2 separate regions of the Mus musculus genome follow, and region 2 is linked to region 1. Evidence: chromatin contacts called from public HiChIP or PLAC-seq data. All regions are on one chromosome and are shown on one strand. The core of a region is the stretch at or near the end of the contact, and the rest is flanking DNA. Distances in the headings are between cores, read along the strand shown.

Region 1 (6,202 bases), core at 1,258-3,757:
CAAACCTCAGCTCAGATGTCCCGGATACAGGCCTCCTCTCACCCGCGCCATGGCGGCAGGCCATGCTTGGGTACTTCCCACCGCCGAGACCTTCTTCGTATGGAGAGTACTTCACACGGCTGTTACTGTCTGAGCCTTCCCCCCACACCCGCCCCCCAGATGGCCAAGTCCTCTGCAGCCAGCGTCAGCTGGTAACAGTGGAAGTCAAATGACCCAGTGGCTGTCCTTTGATGGCATGTACACTCAGACTGAGCAGACGGGCTAACCGACAGGGACCTGGCTACATGTCACTGGTCATCTCAGAAGTAACCATGGGAGAAAGCCGGGAGGCAGGAGCACCAGAGAGAGTAAGAAAGGGAGATGGAGGGTAGATCCTCCTTCTGACTCTCAGCACAAAGTGCTGACAGGCCACATGGGCCTCTGTCCCTCAGTTTCTCCTCCCGTCAGTGCCTGGGGGTACCATTCCAAGGACGATTGTGGTGATAGTGTGGTGTCCCCCGCACACATCGAAGACTGTGAGAAGTGACCAGGTAGCCACTTGGCTACTGTGGAGCCACCTGGTCCCAAAGAAAGCAGAGCAGTGCCACCCCAGCCAACACCTCTGCCAGGCTCCCAGGCCTGGCTGGTGCGCTAGGAAATGGGTCGCAGTCAGGACCACAGAGGGATTCCTCATTTCCGCTCCAATCTTTGGGGAAAAATACTTTCAGTTTCATTTAATCACAAGGCTTCTTAATTAGTTTTTTTCCCTTTTCTTTCTTCTGTTTTTTTTTTTTTTCCTTTTCTTTCTTTCTAAAATCAGTTGTTAAGCTGTCCTTGCTGGAGGGAGCAGAGACACTGGCCCCTGCAAGGCAAAGCTTCCTTTGTCCAGCTACCCAGACTGGGAGCCCCTTCAAAGTCCTTCAGGACCCAGTGAGATTTTTTTCAAGAGAGACACTCAGGCCTCTCAGTAGCCACTGCTCAACACATCAACAAGTACTTATGGAATGTCTACTGTATACCAGGCGCCAGGACACAGCAGAGCTAATGTCTCACCCACGGTGGCTCAGAGCTATCAGCAGAGGGCCAAGAGAGGATTCAACATTGGCCCTGGTCTTGGCAGCATGGAAAAGCTTCTCAGAGAAGGTCAAGACATTCATGGCGAAATACTAAAGTAGGAACTGGGGCTGGCTGGGGTGGTGAGGGGCAGGAAGTGACTGGCCCAAGTGGCCAGCCTGCCTCTGGTTTTTGTTTCATTCATGAGCTCCATCCCTCACTCTCTGCTCCATCCACACAATGCTCTCATTCATCATTCGCACCCTAGGGAGACCAGGCCCTTTGCTGCCAGCATGTGGGCTTTCCAGAGAAGAGGCAGAGGCTGTGGGAAGATGCTCAAGGCTGGTAGAAGTGATGGTGTTTCCTGGTACCCTGAAGATGCTGATAGGCAGGGATAAGAGACCAGGGAGGGAAGAATATGATGGAGAAGTCAAAAGCTGGGGCTGGGGTAGGAGTTGGGGCGGGGGGGGTGCAGGCTTCTCTGAGGGGAGACAGCTGATTAAGATAGCTGGGCACTGTAGTGATGTGGGGGGTGGGGGTGGGGTCTTTCATTCTTTCACTCAACTCATCTACTGGGTTTCTCTAGGCTTCAGCTTAGAGCTCTGGGGAGAAGGTGATGACCAGAGAGAGAGGTGGCTCCTGACAGCAGCACAGGACACTGGGATATGCAGGGGGGAAGTCCATGATCATGAGGAGCGCATGAATGAGACAGGGTTAATAGGTGACAAACAGATCTCTGCTAACCCAGAGGCTGATGGGGACTAGGCGGGGGTCTCAGAGAGTGGGTTTCCGCAGGCCTAGCTGCCACAGTCCCTGAGCCCCAACAGCATGACACCCCCCCATCATTTCCTGCTCACTATGAGCTCACCCCCAACAAAGGGCTTTCTATCAACCATTTACCAGCAGCTTAGTCTGAACAGAAGTCCTAGGCACCTTTCTCTGGGGTCCTTGTGGTCTCTATGGGTAGAAGGAAGAGGAATTCTAGGTCTAGGCACCAGGTTACAGGGCCTCTGGTGTTTATCCCTACGGGAGGCCAACTGCTATGTCCACTCCTGGAGGCCTGTGCTATGTGGCGCTCACGGTCTCTGGTCCCATGTGGCACTGTCCTGAAATACTAGCCCACCCTGTAGGAGACAGGCAGGAGAGCAGGGAGCCCACACATTCACCTCTGCAGGGGACCAGGGACATGCTTGGTGCTGGTGTCTGCCCCTTCTTCCTCCTCATGGAGTGGCAGTCTCCTCTGCCATCCACCCAGGTGGAGATGGAGGCCCCCCCCAGGGCAAAGTTTGACTGCCTGAGGATGCAAATTGATTCTGCCTGTTTGTCTTACATGCGTGGCTTCCAGCCACAGGTCTCTCAAAGAGGAGTGGAGTCTATTCTAAAAGATCAGAGAGAAATCCGTCTATGCAGTCCAAGGTGCCTGGGTGGAGACAAAGCCACGGTAGACTCAGAGGGCCTTAGAGGAAGTCTGGCTTTCTTCCCTCAGCCTATAGGAAGAGCCCTTCTCTTCATTGTCAACCCATTGTGGGATCCCCTCAACTGTGGGTTTCCTGTTAGTCACTGACACCTTAGTTTGATCAGAAGTCCATCTTTCCCAGAGGCCCTTCTAGGGGTCCACCCCGCATAGGGTATAGACAGATGCTTTCAACCGGTGAAGACCAGTTTTGTTGTTTTGTTTTGAAAAACAGTTTATCTCAAACTCAGGCCTCTGAGGTCAAGACTGAAGAGGTCTCGACAGTAATAGGTCTGAATGAAGGTGGCATATCGTTCAGACAGACAGCCCGTCCCCTGGACCAGAACAATGAGAGGGCAAGGCACCTGCCTAAGATCTCACAGCAGGGGCAGGAGAGGCAACGGAGAGTCCGGCAGGCTGAGCCTGAGGCTGGCAGGAGAGTACACACCAGGCCTAGACTGGGAGAGGGGCGTTTGGGGAGGCAGAGCCAGTGGGCACACGGCTACCTTCTCATAGTACTGCAGCTCGTAGTCCAGGATCACACCGTTGGGCTGGTCTGGCTGGGACCACGACAGGGTGATGCTGTCCACAGTGCGGCTCACCTGGTGCATGATGGACACGGCCGATGGTGCTGCAAGAGAGGTCAGAGGTCAGGGGTCAAAGCAGGCATGAGGAAGTACAACTTATTTTAGAAGCACGAGAGCCATGGGGCCAGTGAGGACAGGGTCAGAGAGCAGGTTGGTGGGGGGGTCAGGGACCAGAGAAAGGACCAATAGGGAATTCCAGACCATGGTGGGGGCTGGGGCTTCTCTAGGGGGCTTGTGACAGTGTTGTGGAACTAGATGAGGTACAGGAAACACGCTGACGCTATGTCATACATGTTGACCTGATCGGCCTATTCATCCCCACACGGCTCGCTGACCTGTGACCTGGATGGGGTCTTTCACTACTGGGAGCCTCAGCTTCCACATCTCTGCTTGATGCTATGGAAGGTGTGTGTATGTGTGTGTGTGTGTGTGTGTGTGTGTGTGTGTGTGTGTGTGTGAGGACTGGGAAATAATTTTGGGAATGCCAGCATCCCTCCAGGGAGAAGCCGCGCCACCTGGCCGTTCAGGGCCATACAGACTCATAGAAGAAAGTGGGCTCATTTCTGTCTAGTGAGGCCCCCCCCCCAAGCTCTTCTCCCCACCCCCAGCCAGCACCACACTAGGCTCTGTACCAAGGAACCAGAGACTCCACCCAGAGCCAGGGCCCCCCGGTGGCTGCTTCTGGAATCTCCTGTTGTTTGCCTCTTCTCAGCCGGTGCCAGTGTAACTGGGAGACCTGGACAGACCACACCTTGCCTTCCCACCCCAGCCACTGATCCTGCAGGTCTCAGATGTGGTGTACCTGGGAATCCGGACTCCCAAGCATGCACAGAGAAGGGGGGTGAGTGATTTGTCCAAGGTCACACAGCAGAGGGTGGGTGGGTCCATAGCAGTGAGCCTGGTGGGGCATGTGGTCCATTCCACCCCTCAAGGACTGTGTGCAGGCAGGACTCTGCCCACAGTCCCTCTAGCTGAAGCCACAGGGTGGGCTCTTGAGAGGAGGGGTAGGACCATGTAGCCAAGGCAAGTGGGCCCAGCCTTTGGAGTCTGTCCTTGTCCTGAAGGGCCTGGGGTATGACAGAAGGCCTGAAGAAGATGGCTGCCTGCACCTCTGTCCACTCAGCTCTCTTTCCTGGAGACCCTGTGGACTCAAGATACCCACCCAGAGGAGGCCCTGGTTTCTGACACCCACAGGGTCACTAACTCAGATAACACATGTCATCTGTGGGTTGGGCATTTATAATACCCACTCTACAGATGAGGGAATGAACTCAGGAGTTATGGAGAAACCTGCCTGAAGTCAAGCAATGGAGCCAAGATTCAAACCCAGGCAAACTCGGGGCCAATCAGCTTTCTTGTGGCGATAATGGCAGACCAGGGATGCTGCAGAGGGTTTGTAAGGACATCCTAAGCTCCAGACTGTAGTCTTGAAGCCAATCCACCCCCCTCCAGCCATGGCAGCTCCCACGGGCTTGAAGGGTCTGGGCTGTAGCAGGCTTGGGTTTCAGGCAGATCCTGGGCTCTGAGCCCCTAAGCCCCGTGACCCAGGCGTGGTGAGGAGATGAGATCTGCCAGGAAGATGATCAAGGCTGGCTGGGGAGCTGGCCCCTCTCTCGGAATCCAGAGATTAGCAATGAGAAAAGGCACAGGCTAGAAGCTGTCCGGGCCCCTCCTGCTGCCGCGCCCACGCTGGGTCAGGTTACCTTGGAAGTTGGACATCTGGGAATTCTGGTATTTTCAATTATCAGACGGGCACGCCAGGAGGCTATGGGGTCAGTGGTACCCTGTGACCCTTGCCAGGAGATGGAGCCCCAGGGGGCAGAGCACAGAGGAGGTGGGGGAAGCTGGGCAGCCTGCTTTCCTGCAGCAGGTGGCCAGGGGGCCTGCTGGCCTCCAGCAAGACCTGGGGAGAATGGGGAAAGCCTGTCCCTTCCTGGCAGGGGCTTGGGCCAGCTGAATTCTCCCTATGAGTCATGTTTCTTCCCTAAGTTATGAAGGGGCTGAAAAGGGACTTCCGAGGTTGCATGAGGTGATACTACAAGGTGGTCCCCACAGGCTAAATGAAGGACTGGCTTCTAGTCCTAGATGCCAGCATAGGTCAGAGAGGCAGAAGGCTAGGATGCTGCCTGGCCAGAGGCAGGAGGCCACACCTCACTTCCTGTGTGCTGAGGATCAAGGAAAAACCCACTTTTGGCCATCCATTCCCAGTTGAGAAGAGGCAGTGAGCTAAGGCGCCATGGGGAGAGGCAGCCACTCACTGGACTGTCTGAGGCCCCACCCCAGGCCCAGGCCTAATGGCCTTGCAGGCCCCAGAACCATCTCCTGCCCTTGCCCCCAGATGGAGATGACTCCACAGATGCCCGACCCTGCTGTGGAGGCCCTGTCTGGCATCGCTCTTTTCACCATCTCCCTTCTCCCAGACACCATCTATTCTGTCTCTTTATGTTCCCCAATATACCGAGGTTCCCACCCCTGGGGTTTTTGGCTCCTGATTCTTTGCTGAGAAACCTCTTGCCTCCCATCCACCAGAGATCAATGGTCTCATCTTCATTTGAGTCTCCACTCCAATGTCACCTGTTCAGGGACACCATCCCTGTCTCCTCTCTGCCTCACACACGTTCAACCCTTACCCCCAGTGCCTGGAACAATGTGTGCCTCAGTAATGTTAATTGGTATGTGGAGGGAAGGAAGGAAGACAGGCAGGCAGGAAGGCTGGCTGGCTGGCTTTGGGCAAGCTAGCCCTCTCTCTTCCCAGACTCTTTTTCCTTCAGCCTCCTTCCCAACAGTCAATCTTTCAGACAGGAGCAAAATGCGAGTTCGTAGTTAAGCACACCGTGCCCAATTAAAAGACTACACTTCCCTAACCTCTCTACTGGCTGGAGTGGCCGTGTTGAGTTTGTCAGTAGATACAAGCTGAACTGTTACATAAAAACCCAAAGGAAGTCAGTTTTACAAGGAAAGCATGCTCCTAATTCACCTTCTATCCTGGTGTCTGGGATGTGTATGTGATAGCAGGAGACACTGCAGCTAGTTTGGCCCAGAAAAAGATGTATTGAGGAGTCTGGTTCCCCTGGACTCCACATTCTCTACTTTCTAATATTATTTATGGCTCAGAGAAAGGCCATGCAGC
Region 2 (6,202 bases), core at 1,510-4,009, 130 kb after region 1:
ATGAGTGGATGGATGGATGGGTGGATGGATGGGTGGATGGATAGGTGGATGGGTGGGTAGGCAGATGGATGGATAGATGGGTAGGCAGATGGATGGACAGATGGACAGCAGTGTAGTTCTAGAACAAAGAAGCATGAGGGACTCTCCCGGAGAGTGAAGCCCTGGCTCTGCACTGCAGGGTGACCAATGGAAAGTCACTTTGCTTCTACAGCCTTGGTTTCCTCACCTGCACTGTGAGAGCTCACGGGGCTACATGGCACCAACAGGGGTCGAGCTGCTCAGAGACAGCGCTGCTGCCTCATCACCATCGCCATGATGACAGCACGTGAGGATCGGGGACTGGAAACTCATAAGGTTCTGGGGACAGAGGCAGAGGTCAGGAAGGAAAGGGCAGTGAAGGGGTTTGGGATGGCCTGGTTAGGAATGTGCTTGCCACACAAGCCTGAGGTCCTGAGTCTGCAAGAAAATGAGGTAAGATGTATAATCCTGGGGCTGGGGGCCGGAGTCAGGAAGCTACCTGGGCTTGCTGGCGGCTTCAAGTTCGGCAAGACCGTATCTCAGAAAATAAGGTGGAAAGAAAGGAAGACACTGGATGTCTGGGGTCCACAGCCATGCTTACCCATGTGCATCACAAACACACACAGACACACACACACACACACACACACAACACACACACACACACGTGCACAGGGAAAAAACCGAGGAAATAGCTAGGCTCTCCAGAGCAGACAGTCATCTGCGTTCTGAACAGGCTGTTCCCAAAGTGGGGGCTGGGTTACAGCCCCCAACCTCATTACCCAAAATGGAGATTCTGAGTCCTGTCACCCTAAGAGTGGCTTCATCCAGCACGGTCGGGTCTATAAAGCGTGAGAACAGCCTGATCACTTCCTCCCACCTCCACGGGCTGGTGCGGGTGTCACGCGGAGTTGTAAACGCCTTTAGGATCGAGGGGAAAGTTATTTTTAGGGGCCGACAGTGTATTCCCTCATTCATAAAACATGGGCTAAGAACCTGCTGGGGACAGCCCTGTGCTGTGCCCTGAGGAACGAGGCTCTGAGGTGAGAGAATTCACATTTCAGGCTAGCAGAGGAGGCTGATGTGGAAGGACTCAGCCAAACTTCTTCACTGTTCCAAGGCCATCTATACTACAGATGTGGGTTGAAGGCCAGGGTCAGCTGGAGAGCAGGATGCACTAAGGAGACCTTGTATTGGACCTTTGAGGGCTGAATAGGAGCTTGCTACATAGAACTGAGAGAATAGCAGCTATGGCCTGAATAACTGGGGTGAGGGTGGGGTGGGGCTTGTGACACAGACGTGTGAAGATTAGTCTGTGGGTAAGAAGGAGCAGGACAGGAAGGACTTCACCAGAGGCCAGGACATTAAGCATCTGCACCCCCCCCCAAATTCCCACCCCGGTTTTTTTAGTCAACAAAGAACAGTCGTAATGAGGGCTGACCTTCTGGTCCTGCCGACGTCGCCATTAAGGTCAGGGAGAGGAAGGGGGAGGTCTGAGGGCAGGTGGCCACTTTAGAGATGAATGAAGGAGGTATGGCCAGGGGCGGAGCCTAGGCACAGCTAGCTCTAGCCTACCGGTACTCCAGGCAGACAGAATGGGAAACTGAGGCACAGTCTGAATCCACTGATTCCTGGTGGCCTCCAGGGGGAGTCCCAAGTTCTTGGTATTGTTTCTGCCTCGGGATCTACTCAGAGGCCACTGCCAAGGTGACTTACTGCTGGGTTGTCCCCAAGCCACTCCTCCCCTGCTCTGAGGGGCCACTGGGTTGGGACAGGCTGGGCCCTGGGCCCGTGCTTGGAAGCGCTATTATCCTGGGGGCCTCCCACAGTCCTGGGAAGAAAGGCTTCCCTCTGACAAATAAGCCCTGCACCGGCTAGGAGGGCAGGCAGCTGCATTATCTGCGCTGACCCTGCCCAGTGTCCTAAAGCCCGCCCCAGGACCTCCTCCTGAGGCCTATGGGAACCAGACTGCCACCCCCCCCCAACCCCCAGACACCTTTCCACCCTCCAGGGAATCACTTGGGGCCCCAACACAGTGGCCAGTGCAGTCAATTGGAGTGGGGGAGGATGGTTCAAGGAACTCTACTGCAGCTCGTGAAGGGGACTGCGAGCGATCGATGTTTGGAAAGGTCACAGGGCACAGACTGTGCTTCTGAGGGTGGCTCTGTACCCTACTGCCCCACACCAGCCAAGCATAGAGGTCTTTTCCACAAATGTACCCTTTACATAAGCCGGGTTGGTCAATTACCGTTATCTTTGCCTTTGATAGTGGACATCTTGGGCCTTGGGCACAGAAAGCATGTATTCTCCACTGCACCCAACCAGCACCTATCATCATCTTTAGCAGGGGCTTCTCTGTGGCAGACTTGGTGCCTCTGTATTACGCTGATATCTCATTTAACTCATGGAAAAGAAAGGCTCAGAATGGCAAAGCAGCCCTGGGAAGGCCACACAGCATGTAAGGGACTGAGGCAGGATTTGAACTCAGGACTCAAACTTCGAATGGCTTCATGCTTAACCATTACACTAGACACCCCACCACCACACACACACACACACACACACACCTCTGCACAAGACTATTCAGTCAACTGAAGGCAGATGGCAGATTCTTCATCACATGGAGCCAGAGGGATTCAGACTTCAGTGTAAAAAAGGAGACAGGATACCCTGCCCGGTCTCCAGGGGACTCCAGGCCTGGTCGGAAGCAGGTTCCTCCCCCAACTCCCCCTCCTAAGGCAGAAACTACCAGTGACTCCCACGGAGCTCTAGTCTGACCACAGGAGACAGCTGCAGTAACTGTCCTACAGCCACAGTCAACAGGGAAATGCACTCCACAGTCAAGCAGGGGCAGCTCAAACCTTACTGTCCCCTTTCAGTGAGAGGCAACGCTTTAGAGCCTCAGTTTCCCTACCTCACAAAGGTGTTAGGAGGTAATTATGGGAAAGTACCCCTAATCCTGGACTCAGTTAGACCATGCTGGCTGTCACAGCAACAGCAGAGTCATACATGGTGGCTTTTGAATTTTGGGAGGCCTCACTGGGTGTGGTGGCACAGGCCTGTAATTCACTCCTGGAAGTCTGACGCAGGAGGGTCTCATGTGTGAGTCCAGTTGGGGCCATGTAGGAAGAAAGCTCATCTTATCAAGAGCAAGTACTGCCAGGCACCGAGGGAGATGCCTGTGATCCAGCAGTCTGCGAGGCAGATGCAGGGGGATCCCTGTGAGTTACTGGAGGCCAGATTAGCCTACTTAGCAAGTCTAGGGCCAGCCAGGGCTCTATAGTGAGACTCTGACACAAACGAAAGTACAAATAGGGCCAGCAAGATGGCTTGGTACAGTAATGGCTCTTGGCATCACACCTGATGACCTGACTTCCATCCACAGGACCACACGGTAGCAAGAGAGAACTGACTCCTGCAAGCTCTCTTCTGACCTACACACACACACACACACACACACACACACACACACACACACACACACACACACACACACACCATGATACATATGGGTGAGCACACAATATAAATAAATGATATCTAAAAGTGTGTGTGTGCCTAAAACTTTCTGAGACATCATTCACAATTTCAGCATTTTCTCAAAGTTCTTTATGGCCCAAAGAAGTCAGAAGGCACAGCAAGGGCAGCTTCACCCCTGCTGTAGACACATCTCTGGGTCCACACTCCCCCCCACCCCCCCATTGCTGCTCCTGTCTCTCCAGGATGTTAGAGATCTACTGGAGACCACAAAAGTGACAGGACCCTGTCCACTGCCCTGGGCTGTGCTAGAGGGAATTTACCCTGCTGCTAGGAAGCCTGACAACAGCAGGATGCTCTCCTGTCCCTAGAGAGACCTGGGAGGACCTCAAGCTTGCCTGACCACTGGGGGCTCCAGGAGTGTGGAGCTGGGATAGAGGAGGTGTGGGATGGGAGGCATACGAGGACTGCTGTGCTTTGGTTATGGCTATTCTGCGTGGCTCTTGGCTCTGCCCACCGGCCCTCACCTGTCTGTGTACTGCTATAGAGCCTGGGCTTAAGACTATACCCAAGTATGACTTTCAGACTGTGTGGCCTTGGGAAGTATCGAACCCCTCAGAGACATTGATACTCCCTCCACCCTGTCTTGCTATGTACTATATGCTATGTATTTCTGCCTGGTTTCAGTGTCTCTGTCCTCCTGCTTGACCCTCCCAAGAACTGGGATTACCAGCATCTTCCTCTCCCTCAGCCAGAGCTAGGAACCTTCTTGATTGACTGAAGGTAGAGACTTTGTAGCTAATGTGGTCAAAGCAGCAACACTGCCGGTGCAGACGTGCTAAGTCCAGCTTCTACCGCATATTAACATGGCATCTTGCTTTGGTCTTCCCACTGCACCACCCTACCCTCTGTGATCTTGGTCTCTCCGCCCGTCTAAACATGTGGCCAGAGGAGAAGGCTGTAGGGAAACTGGTCAGTCTTAGAGTGGAAACCCAAACAAGTCTGTACTGTCTGGAACCTCAGTCTCCAGAGATATCTGATGGGACTCACAGCTACATCGATATTCAAAAGGCATAGCTACTGGGGCAAGAGCATGGGCCAGGACATGAGCCAGCCACTGTAAAAAAAAAAAAACCACACACACCTCGGTCTTGCCTCCGGCAGTGGGTCACAAGGAAAGTGCCTGTGGATACTGCAGAGCTACACATGTGCCAGTGGGTGCCCAAGGCCTCTGGCTGCAAATTAGAAAATCAAGAGGGGTCCCCTCAGTATTTACCGGCTGGGCAAAATAAGAGCCTCCAAAAGGGAGGCACAAACGTCAACTCTAAAATCCAACTATAATAAGCAAATGTCCAGAAAGAAAAAGTAAAGGGTCCATGAGATGGCTCAGTTGGAAAAGAGGCTTGCTGCCAAACCTGGTGTCCTGAGTTTGATCCCTAGGCTCCACAGTGGAAAGAAAGACCTGACTCGCACAGGTCCTCTCACATGCTGTGGGACATGAACAGTCACCAAACACACAAACACAGACAGACAGACAAGCACGCGCACGCGCGTGCACGCACACACACACACAAACACACATGCTTGCATGCATGCACACACAAACATAAACGCATACTTTCTAAAGCCCAATTGTGTCTGTATGCGTGTGTGCATGTATGTGAGCACACTGTGGGGCGTGGAATAAAATGAGGTCATATGGAGATGCACTATTTTTATTTCAACAAGGCATTTTAAAAATACTCTTAATTATATGAAGATGGGGGAAAGGTTGGCTCAAAAATTAGAGAGCACTGCTACAGTTGCCCTCTGGCCCCCCACACCCATCTTAAACCCTGCCATCCCTACCACACCCTCCTTAGCCCCCTCACCTTTCCCAGGCCCCCCACTGCTCTTTACATCCACCCCCACCCTTGGGAGGCAACTGGCCCACACATGTGGGTAGAAGGGAGCCAGACTCCGCCAGGCCCCTCCCTCCAAGCGCTTTCCAGGGTTCTTGGTTCCTCTAATAGCCCTGGGAAGCAGTGGGCTGAGCAGAGAGGAGCAGCAGCCAGAGAGAGGCCAGAGAGACAGTGGAGCCCTTCCACTAGAGGGCGCTGTCTCCTGGGGTGGCTGCTGCAGAGCTCTGCTGAGATCCCTGAGTGGCTGACCTAAGACTGCTGCTGGAGCGGAAGTCATGAGGCAAACTCCTCATGGTATGGACCAGGGATTACCTAAGGCACTCCCAGGGCTGCTGCTGGGCCCTTTCTCTACACAATGGGCGTTTGTTTTTGTGTTTTGCATTTTAGAGATAAGGAAATGGAGTTCTAAGCTGGGAAAGTCATTCGTCAGGTCCAGTCACATAGGACATGCCTAGGTGGGTGGCTTGGGACCTGTCCGCAGCTCTCCTCCAATACAGCCGGTTGGTTCCAGGAGGAAAAGGCTTATGCAAAGTTACCACGAATCCTAACAGAGCCAGGGCCCAGGGCCCTCCTCACCCTCTATCTGCCCTTGTCTCCCTCTGGATGGTTAGGAGGGCACTGAAGTCACAAGCTCATTGATGTCGGGTCCATTAGTAAGTTACTACTTTATGTCAGAAACAAAATGTCAAGTTTATGTCCATGACAACAGAAGCTGCCCCAGTTGGGCCACGGGAAAGCATAAGGTGCCACCCTCCTCTGTCTGAAACTTGAAGAAGGCCAACACTGTCAGGTTCCTTCTACCATCT

Evidence for each region. HiChIP or PLAC-seq counts read pairs in DNA pulled down with a chosen protein or histone mark.
Region 2: an H3K27ac HiChIP or PLAC-seq map of the HPC-7 cell line shows a contact between it and region 1, with 5 times the contacts expected there. The contact joins two enhancer-like sites. A contact is called at or near these places in 7 of 484 Hi-C or Micro-C datasets (bone marrow-derived macrophages, cerebellar granule neurons, embryonic fibroblasts and 4 more), 11 of 115 datasets of contacts at active chromatin or transcription factors (the HPC-7 cell line, T-cell acute lymphoblastic leukemia, embryonic basal ganglia and 5 more) and 3 of 9 other capture datasets (adipose tissue, embryonic tail and pancreatic islet).

The regions. Positions count from the first base shown.
Region 1 is chr4:136,680,929-136,687,130 of GRCm38.p6, forward strand. It overlaps Ephb2 (Eph receptor B2), which reads right to left. Exons shown (of 16, transcript NM_010142.4): 6 at 2,992-3,116. Among named protein-coding and RNA genes, the nearest start is that of Lactbl1, 61 kb to the left of the region's middle. Within about 2 kb of position 2,508, at least 32 of the 459 cell types and tissues checked have an H3K27ac peak or open chromatin away from gene starts, as enhancers often do. A contact at or near this core is called in the HPC-7 cell line, where this site is marked.
Region 2 is chr4:136,809,957-136,816,158 of GRCm38.p6, forward strand. All of the region lies in intron 1 of Ephb2 (Eph receptor B2), which reads right to left. Among named protein-coding and RNA genes, the nearest start is that of Gm52708, 13 kb to the left of the region's middle. Within about 2 kb of position 2,760, at least 16 of the 459 cell types and tissues checked have an H3K27ac peak or open chromatin away from gene starts, as enhancers often do. A contact at or near this core is called in the HPC-7 cell line, where this site is marked.